Linked DNA regions of Oryctolagus cuniculus: region 1 is linked to region 2. Evidence: chromatin contacts called from public Hi-C data. All regions are on one chromosome and are shown on one strand. Each heading gives the region's core, a stretch centred on a gene start, on an enhancer-like site or on the middle of the called end of the contact. The rest is flanking DNA. Distances are from core to core; before and after follow the strand shown.

What was found. A called contact is a pair of places that touch in the nucleus more often than the background predicts.
Region 1: a Hi-C map of an unstated tissue shows a contact between it and region 2, with 4 times the contacts expected there. The contact joins two enhancer-like sites. A contact is called at or near these places in 4 of 6 Hi-C or Micro-C datasets (ear pinna, embryonic fibroblasts, psoas muscle and 1 more).

The regions. Positions count from the first base shown.
Region 1 is chr10:23,538,270-23,543,078 of mOryCun1.1, reverse strand. All of the region lies in intron 2 of RAB27B (RAB27B, member RAS oncogene family), which reads left to right. Among named protein-coding and RNA genes, the nearest start is that of RAB27B, 34 kb to the left of the region's middle. Within about 2 kb of position 2,603, at least 1 of the 8 cell types and tissues checked has an H3K27ac peak or open chromatin away from gene starts, as enhancers often do.
Region 2 is chr10:23,318,443-23,323,399 of mOryCun1.1, reverse strand. No RefSeq gene overlaps it. Among named protein-coding and RNA genes, the nearest start is that of CCDC68, 18 kb to the left of the region's middle. Within about 2 kb of position 2,284, at least 1 of the 8 cell types and tissues checked has an H3K27ac peak or open chromatin away from gene starts, as enhancers often do.

The DNA of each region.
Region 1 (4,809 bases), core at 1,354-3,853, 220 kb before region 2:
TACCTGGGTTCCTGCAACTCACATAGGAGACTCTGGTTTTGTCTGGGCTCCTGACTTTGACCTCCATTTGGTTGCAGGCATTTGGGAAGTAAAGCAGTAGATGGGTGCACCCTCTCTTTCTCTATGAACATTATTAAATGCAGTTGCCATTGAGAGAATTCCTGGTAAGATGTGAGCCTTCTGTGATGCTAATAATTTCTAAAGACCTGTTTTGAAGTATTTCCACATGGGCCACACTTTATCCCACAAAAATATTCCTGACATTGTGAAAGAATTGTTTAGAAATAAATCTGACCTTATTTTCTATGAATCAGAGAAGCTTATAAGCATAGGAGTTTTACAAGTGGTGCATCCTAGGTATTTAACCCTCATTTAGTTTTTGTAGGTATTCGATCTTGCAATTAAGATAGAGAGGTTTAGAATGAATCATGTTTGAGTAAAAACCTAGGCTCTATCACCTATCTATAGTCCTTCTTTACCTTCTTTAGCATCTATTTTATATTCCAAAAATTGGGAAAGTAGTGCCTTCATTGTATGTTTGTAATGAAAACAAAATTAGCATATGTAAATCACCTAGCAATGTGGTTGGAATAAAAGTGCTGAATGCCCAAGTGTTATTATTATAGTAAATCCCCAATTCACTTTTTGTTCACTTGCATTCAAATAATTTATACTAACTTTTTTTTAACATAAAACAACCTTTATCTCAACCTTTATCTCAGAATATTGGCTTGGATGGCATGAGAGAAATACACTTCCTGAGAGCAAAGAGAAACAGCACAGAGATTTAATGTGGACTTGAATTAAAGTAAACCAGTCTCCTCTTGAGCCACCCACTTCTCAGATTTACATATACTTAAGAAATGTGTTTCTGCTTCAGACTCTTTCGTAACATCTCACTGGGCCAGTGTGAGACAGGATTTTTCTGTTTGCCTCTGGTATCCTCAAGGCTACTCACCATTTAGTGGTAGCCTCTCCCCATAATCTCAGCTATCATCCATGTCACTACTGGATTGTCTCCAATGCTGATTATGAAAGAACTCATCCATCCTGTAGAATTTTTCCTCTTCCCTCTCAATATCAACATTAATCAGCCCACTCTTTCTTCAAATTTTTATAAACATTTTAATTAATATAATAATAATGGTTAAGATCTATCATTACTCCTTCATGGTGATACAAATAAATTAATAATAACCTTTTAATGCATATGTGTGGGAGTATGGCCCCTGGCTAGATTTGATCCAGATCTTTGTCTCCATGTGAGAAAGAATTCAAAGAAGAGTCACAGATAAAGATGGGCAGAGAAGCAAGACTTATTCAAAGCAAAGGGAATGTATACACTTAGGAGGGAATATGGGTGACCTTGAGAGACAAAATGCTGCCCTTTACAAGTTTTGAACCTGTGCTTTCATACTACTTGGAGCCAGAAGGAGTGGTTTCTGGGCTAGGGCTTAACTGAACACTCAATGGAGGCACAATTTGGGGCAGGGCTTGAGTACCACCCATTTTGTACCCAGGTTTGGAAATCTCGGAAGAGACTTGGCATGATTTCCTATTCTTCTCATATCTTGTCTACCAAATAACTAACATATTCCTAAATATTCATCCACTTCATGTTCGTTTTCATGTTATGAAATTGGAATTTGCAACTTGAGTATTTTATATTCTCTTAGATTAAGACTTTGTTGGTGGTCGATCCTATCCTACTTAACTTTATAATGGTATATTATACCCACAAATTCATCTGAGTCTACAGTCAAATCTGTAGTATAATATACTTTATAGTGGTATATTATACCTACAAATATCTGTAGTCTAATATACTTTATAATATACTACATGTAAAGTATATTATAAAGTATGTTATATAGTATATATATATATATTATATTATAATGGTATATTATACCCACAAATCATCTGAGTCTACAAATTAGCATATTTCCTTTGAGGATCACATCATTAAAAACATACACTCTTCAAGGGCAGGCCTTTGGAGTGCTCTGAAGAAGTTAGAATGATCATGAAGGGATTCAGTGAGCCGGATTCAGTGAGCCAGATCCTCCCAGAACCTCACAAAAATTCTCACCTCTGTGCTGTAGCACTGTATGGGATTTCCTATATGGGATTTAATGTCCCAAGTATTTCCTTGCTAATAAAATACAAAAATTTCCAAACAAATTGCCTAAATTTTAATGGATTTAAGGCCCCGCCTAAAATAGTGTGGCACTCAGGACTATGAAGGTAACAGGCAAGCGTTACACATATTTTATGTTGGGCTTAAAACAGATGGCCTCAGGCTGTTGTTTGACTGAGTCCCCTGGTTGAACTGGTACCCATCCCCCAGGGAATCTGCGACTGTAACTCTGGGTTGAGGCAGACATTTGTGTCTTCAACAAGCAACCCCAGTGATTCTAACACAGGTGCATGGAAACCACATTTTCACAACTTGGCCCTTGACTTCAGCAATACCAACCTGTCTCAGCCAGATCTCATGACTTTATTCCACTCTGAATGCCTTGTTCTAGTTCCCTGTCTTAAGACTTGCTGGAATGTGTTCTCAGCCAGAGGAGTTTTGGCTCACGGAATCTAACTCCTCCTGACAGGTACCGACAGCTGCAGTTCTTAGCATGAGTCACCGTCCTCTTCAGCAGTGCTATCAGAGACTGTGCAGGCCTTCTTTAGATTGTATTCCACTCCCACCTACAAACAACAGTAAAGAACATAGAAAAAACAATCTTTTCATCTCCAAAAAGAACATGTTATGTGAAAAAGAAGTTACGAAATGACTGGGCTAACACTGTCCAAAGACAGCTAGAATTATTAATGACTTATCTGGAAGTGAGGAGAAATGACACAAAAGGAAAAAAGGAACAAAGTGATTGAACATTCCATAGAACTGCTGTTTAAAAAATTGTAGCTTTCTTTCTCTCTCCCTCTTAGAGATAAAACAATGTTAATTATATTTTCAGTACTAGTTAATATTCTTACTCATTATGCTGTTTGTTTGGGGCTTTTAAAATATCTATTGTTTTAAAATACTACTGACTACTTTTCTTGAATCTTTAATTGCTGATGTTTTAAGGTTTTGCATGAATTAATGTCATGTTTTCAACAACATTGTGCTTGAGCTAAAAACATAAATGACTCATGCTGCATGTATGTACAATGTAAGTTCCATTTTTCTTCATTACTCATTCTAGCGTGTCTCTGCCCATTCCACATGCAAAGGAGCTATTTCCTTCAATTTTCAGTCACGGGAATTGTTGATCCCTTTCAAAATCTTATAATGCCCCAATCTGGAATACTGTGAGATACATATTCTATTTACAGTCACCTGTGGAAAGATGTAACTCTTTCTTAAAACTTTAGGAATCTTTGTTTCATTTGTTTGAATAAAGAAGTTAGGGAAAACATTATGAATTTTACTTGAATTTTTATTCTTTAAAGTGTTAAGATTGCACTGAATGATTATATGGGAATTGTGCTTTCCCTCCTTTTTCTTTTCCTTCTTTCTTTTAGTTGTCATTGGTACAGTACGTATTCTTCAGGCAAAATCAAAGATGAGTAACACTCAAACTTTGTCAATTCTCTGGCGTTAATCACCTAGCTGAACAGATAGAAAAAGAGCACAGTAAATACAATAGGAGGTAATAAGTACTTTGGAAGCAGTATGTCCTGAGTATAAAAGAGGAATTCATTTGTAATTCAATAATATTGTATTGAGTTCCAGGCTCTGTCTAGCTGCTGAGGATAGAAAGCACACTCACAGAATTCAAGGAGCTCACATTATACAGAAGGGTGATGATTAATTATAATTCAATGTTGTGAATACAATGATAGAGAATTTCCCAGGATACTCTGAAAATGAAGAACTAGGAGTCAATGGAAACCAGATGCAGTTTCCTGGAAGAGGATGTAACAGAAATGAGTCCTGGGTGATGAGCAGAATAAGCCAAACAAAAGGCAGAGGCCCAAAGGCACAGAATACAAGGCAGGTCGCAGGGGGAATGCAGAATGTATCATTTCTGGAGAGTTGCATTCTAGATAGAGGTTGTAGTGTGTTCTTGGTGGAGAGGAAGGCAAGGGCCAGTCCACAGAGGGACCCATGGGCAGCTGAACAGATGAGACCTTCTCCTGTCCTAGGAAGACAGTGAAAGCTAAGTGGGCCTTTCAACAGTCTGGTTTACCTTTGAGTTCTTTTTTTTTAAACAACTTTTAAAAAAAATTGATATAAGGTGAACTAACTTCATGTATTTCATTTATACAGATTTAGTAGCATAGAGATATTTCCCACCCTACCATCCCTCCCATCCATGCTCCCACCCAAGCTACTACCTTTGAGTTCTGTCAGGTGTGTTGCTGACTGTCCCGTGAGACCTGGCTAGAAGACTGGGCATTTCTAGTAGTGGTGCTTGTGCGAGAGCAGGGCCAGGTGTGCTGAATAGGAAGGTAGCCGGGAAATACACAGGAGGTGAATCAGCTGCTCTTGGGGATGATAGGCAGAGGGAGATTGATACAGGAAGTGATGAAGAGGGCAGAACTCCAGAAAACACCTACAACTCTTGCCTGAATGACAAATGGGAGGTGGTACCAACTGTATGGAGAAATAGGCATAAAGATGATAACAGATGATATCGATCTGGCTTTGGACCCATTGAGTTTGAGTTGCCTGTGCCACTTCTAGGAGTCTTCTTAGGTCATGAGACATTTCTAAGTAAAAGGGAGTCTGAGAAAGTGATACAGATTGGGAGATCACAAGATCATAGGGTTCATTGGAAAAAAAAAAAATCAGAGTTCCATTTT
Region 2 (4,957 bases), core at 1,035-3,534:
GACCCATCAAGCAGGATCTGCACAAACTGAGCAGAACCGTGCTCATAGAAGGTAGGACGCTGTCTAGGTGGCTACTGTCTAAATGTGCAAAGAGTAGGGATGGAGGGGGTGTGGAAATGCCAGGCAGGTGTGGTGAGGAGGGCAGGAACGCAGTTCAGGTCACTGGAGTCTTGATCGAGGGGTTAAGGGGCGAGAAGGGTGAGGAATGGAAGCAAGGACTGCTCTTTAAAAAATATTTGGTGAAAGCAGTTGCAGTGAGTTCTAAAAATATCGTCCATATGGTAGCATTATCAAAAATGATATATAAACACTTTGAGCATTTCGGTTTAACTAAAAACATGAGTGAATATTTACTCTCCATTATTTTTGCAGCAGGGCTGAAGTCTTTGAGTGACGGAACACCAATGCCTCATCTTCACCTTGATTCTAAATGGCACACTCCAAAGGGCGCAGTCTAAAATGCTCAGCTTCTGTTCTTTTAAAGAAAAGTGCAGCTCTTAAACCCACTTGGGAAGTAATCTAAGTGCAGGACCCTTGTAGATTATTATTGATTTTCTTAACTCATTCCTATTCTTGTCTATTCCTATTTTGAGAGAAGAGTTTTAAAACTTACTTTAATTGACACACAAAATGATATATTTTTATGGAGTGCAGTGTGATAACTCAATACATACATGCCTGTGCTGTGTTGAAAGCAGGGTAATCAACCTTTCCACCTCCTCAAACATTTATTATGTTTCAAGTCTATGCTTGCCTCTCTTCCAGTTCTGTATTAAAGACAGAGGAAGTGGTGAACTGTAGGCACTGCTGTACTCACAAGGGCATATTCTTCTTATCTGACTATATTTTGGCACCCATTATCCAACCTTCTTCTATGCCCTCTACCCAGCCCCTTGCTAACCTCCAGTAATCACTTTTCTCTCTTATTCTGTGAGATCAAGCTTTTTATCTCCCTCATGTGCCTGAGAATATGCAGGACTTGAGTGTAAAAAGGTTTCAGCAAATTCACCTTTGAGTTCTTTTCAAAGCCCTCAACTTGTTTTTCTGGGTGAGCTTTGGCACAGTGGTTGAGGCACCACTTAGGACGTCCACATACCATATTGGAGTGCCTGAGTTCAAGTTCCAGATCCACTTCTCTGCTTCTGCTTCCAGTTTCCTACCCCTGCACACCCTCCGTGGCAGCTATGATGGCCCGAGCTCTTGAGTACCTGACAGTGATATGGGAGACCTGACTTGATTTCCAGACTTCTGGCTTCAGCCTGGCCCAGCCATGACTATTGTGCGCATCTGAGCAGTGAACCAGTGGATGGGAGATCTGTCTCTCATTTTCATAAAAATAATTACAGGGGTATTTTTCAGTTTACCTTATCTTTAAATTAAAAACTAAAAGGTGGAGTTGAAGTGCCATAACCACAGTTGGAGGGAAAGGCTGTTGATAATGCATAACCAACAACTCACTGGTGGGGTTCTATAGGGCTGGTGTCCTGGTCCCCAGATCCAAAGGCAGGAGGCAATCTTCAGGTGTTATCCATGGAGTGGGACAGAAGTTCCATTCTGTGAAGAATGGCAAAAAAGGGCCTGAGATCTTCCTCTGCGGATGCTATGCTGGTCTCAGACTAGCAGGGTACCACTCCATGCATAGCTTAAAATGTTTACTGATTATTTGCAAGATCAGTAGTTATATTAAACCATACGGAATTTCTTCTTGTTGCTGTTGCTTCTGTTTACAAGTAAACTTCAATTCCAATATGTACTCTGTTTTTTTATTATTTATTTAAAATTTCCACTAGCGTGGTTTTCCATCAGTACAACAGCTACTGCAATTGTCCCAATCTGTTTTCCTGTTTGACTCTATGAGCAATTGTGAAGTCAACATGAACATCTATCTGCATCAGCACTGAATTCCTAGGCCTCTATCAGGAAGCTAAATATTTGTTTAATGAGCAATGATATACTTTGCCCTTGAGAAAGCCATTTCTAGCTCTTAGCAACTATACTTTCAATAATGCTAAGCCAGTTTAAATGTGTGAATAACTAATAGGTTATATTTTAAATAAGACTATGCTAATTAGAGCTTTTTTCATTACATAGTGACTATATCCAGCCCTTTTTTGTTTGTGATAATAAAATTCTTCGTATTAAATGAAGTGAATGTGTGTGTGTGGTCTCTCGGGATCCCTGGTACAAATTTAGACAGTGAGAACAGCAAATACGACAGCAGGTTGCCACCTAGTGGACATTTAATGAAATGTCTAGACATCAAGTTTTGCTGACACAGCCTCATAGCGCACAGCAGTAATGGGACCATAACGCACAGGACTGACGAGATGCCCTCCTATACAGCTCTCTAGTTCCACACGATCAGCCGAGACTCTAGACTCATCAAAATTGAATTTTAAAATCAAGGCTTGAAATCAGAAGGTAAAATGCTTAACACTCATTGAGGACCTGCTTTGTGTCAAGCACCGGCTAAAAGCTTTAGCTGAATTCCTCATATGATCCTGACAGTAACACTTTTATAACCACCGGCCCCTCTTACAGAGTAAGAATCTGAGGCATAGGGCAATTCAGTAACTCACTCAAAGTCCCCTGACCCCCAAACTGGGGAGCTGAGGTCTGAATGCAGACTGAGAGCTTCAGAGCCCAGGTTTCCTGTCCAGACAGAGAAACCTCCCTCAGTTACATGTGCAGAACACTGGCACAGGACCTCACTTTATCAAATACAGTATCTGGTGGGGGAGTGGCTTCGGGTTCTTTATTGAATGTGTATGATACTTGGAAGTTGCACTGGGCTTCCAAGAAAGCACTGGGTCCCTGTGCTGGAATTCAGTGGTGGCATGGGAGAAGCCACTGGTACCCTACTCCTGCCTGACAGAGCTGGCCTGACACCAGACTTCCAACTTCGTGGTTGCTATTTAGAGAATGATCAGCACCTTGTGAAAGGGTGACACTGAGGAAGGGTTGAATAAAACAAAGAATTGCCCTCAACACTGGAGATGGAATTTGTACTTGAACAAAGGAAGGGGGTACTTGCGCTCCAGTGCTCCCCCTATGCTGTGTCCAGATCTTTTTATAGCTCTTACACCATAACGAAGATTTTAGTCTCTTTACTGACTCCTTACCCTCACCACTGCCCCCAGACAAACTCCTCCATCAGCTACAGAAAGGATATTCCGAATCCAGACTTCTGGACCTAGTACTACTTAATACAGGGTATCTCTATGTGATACAGCTGACACCTCAAGCTTTTCATGCCCAAAATGGAACTCTTAGCCTTTCTTCAAAAACAACACAATTTCCTGTCTCAGCTAAGGACAGCTCCATCCTTCTTAGGTGCAAAGCCTTGAAGTCAACCTTGACTCTCTTTTTTCTCTCCTGTTCCACCTCCTACCCACCCACAAGTCCTCTATGAAATGCCAAGAATTTACCTCCTTATCAGAGCACCATGGCACAGCTGCCACGTGTCACCTGGATTCCTGCAATAGCCACCTCACTGGTCCCCACAGGGCAGATGCTCTGCACACAGCACACAGCTGGTCAGATGCTGGCTGCCCACTTGCTCAAAAACCCACAAGGGCTCCCAATTTCCAAGTCCAAGGCAAAGCGCTCACAATGGTCCTCAAGATATCAGAGTTCTGCCCCCAGGTACCCTTCTAACTTTTCAACTTCGCTTCCGGATAACAGGCAGAGAAGACTGACGTGTCTGAGAGATGTGCTCTCATGATGCACCAGCACTGGTGTGTCAGAAGCAACTGCTGAGCTACAGCCATACATCAGTGCTCACTTTGCATGACTTTAGTGAAAAGCTAAAGTGTCAGCTCCTATCACAGTAATACTCCAAACCACACCATCTCACTAGTAGCCCACAACAAGGAGCAATTTTTTTTGGCTTACATGTTTGCAGGGCTCACTTGAATGGACTGGGTTCACTGATCTTGGCTGAGTGAGTTTGCTCATACATTTGAGGTCTTATTTTTACCTTGGTCTTGTCTAGAATGATAGGGCTATTCAGTTCTGTCCCTATGACTCTGCTCCCCCAAGTAGAGCTCATGGCCAAAGTAGGGCAAGCAAAACGATTCCGGGCCCCATGTCATCCATAGTTGGACTGGCACTCTCTCTTCTGCTGTTTTCTATCGTCTAAAGCAAGTTAGCCTGAATTCAAGTGGATAAAGGGATAGAATTTACATCTTCACTGAAACTGCAAAAATGACATGACAAAGGCTGTCAGTTCAAGAACAGATGAATATTTGGGGCCATGGACATGGCCAACTACCGCACCTTTCCTGGCCCATACTCTACTCAGACCTTGATCGAAAGTCCTACTCAAGCTCAGGCTCAAGTCCCCCAAGCCGTCACCTCCCAGATTTTTACACTGGTCAGGCACGTCTGGGTTCAGTAGACTTCTGACCTCAGCTCACTGCTGTATTGGAATTAACCACACTCTGAAACGTGACACTGTAGTCATTTAACAACACGTTAATTGTCATGGAAAATACATTTAAGGGATAAACAAATACCTTGAGGAAGAGTTGTTCATAGAGCATAACTTATGCCCAGGTCCTTGATGAAGGTTGGAAGAGGGATGCAGATGCAGTTACCAGACAACGCATTGCTAAGGACCTGAGAATCAGTTGAACGACAGAGCCAAAGAAGGACTTTCAATAGACAAGAAAGAATGTACTACAGAATTCTGGCTGAACACAAAGAAGATAAAATAATCAAAAGACTTGAGGCTCACATTCTTGCAATCACCCCACAACCTACATATATACCCCTCTTTTGTGGTACACAGGTTCTGCACAAACCTGCACCATTAACACCTTCTCTTCTCCAGCAGCCTCCAATGTCACTTTCAATGACTTTTTTCCCTTTGAAATCTCTCTCATCACATAATGTTTTTTTGAAAGATTATTTTATTTGAAAGGCAGAGTGACTATTAGAAGAGATAGAGACCCAC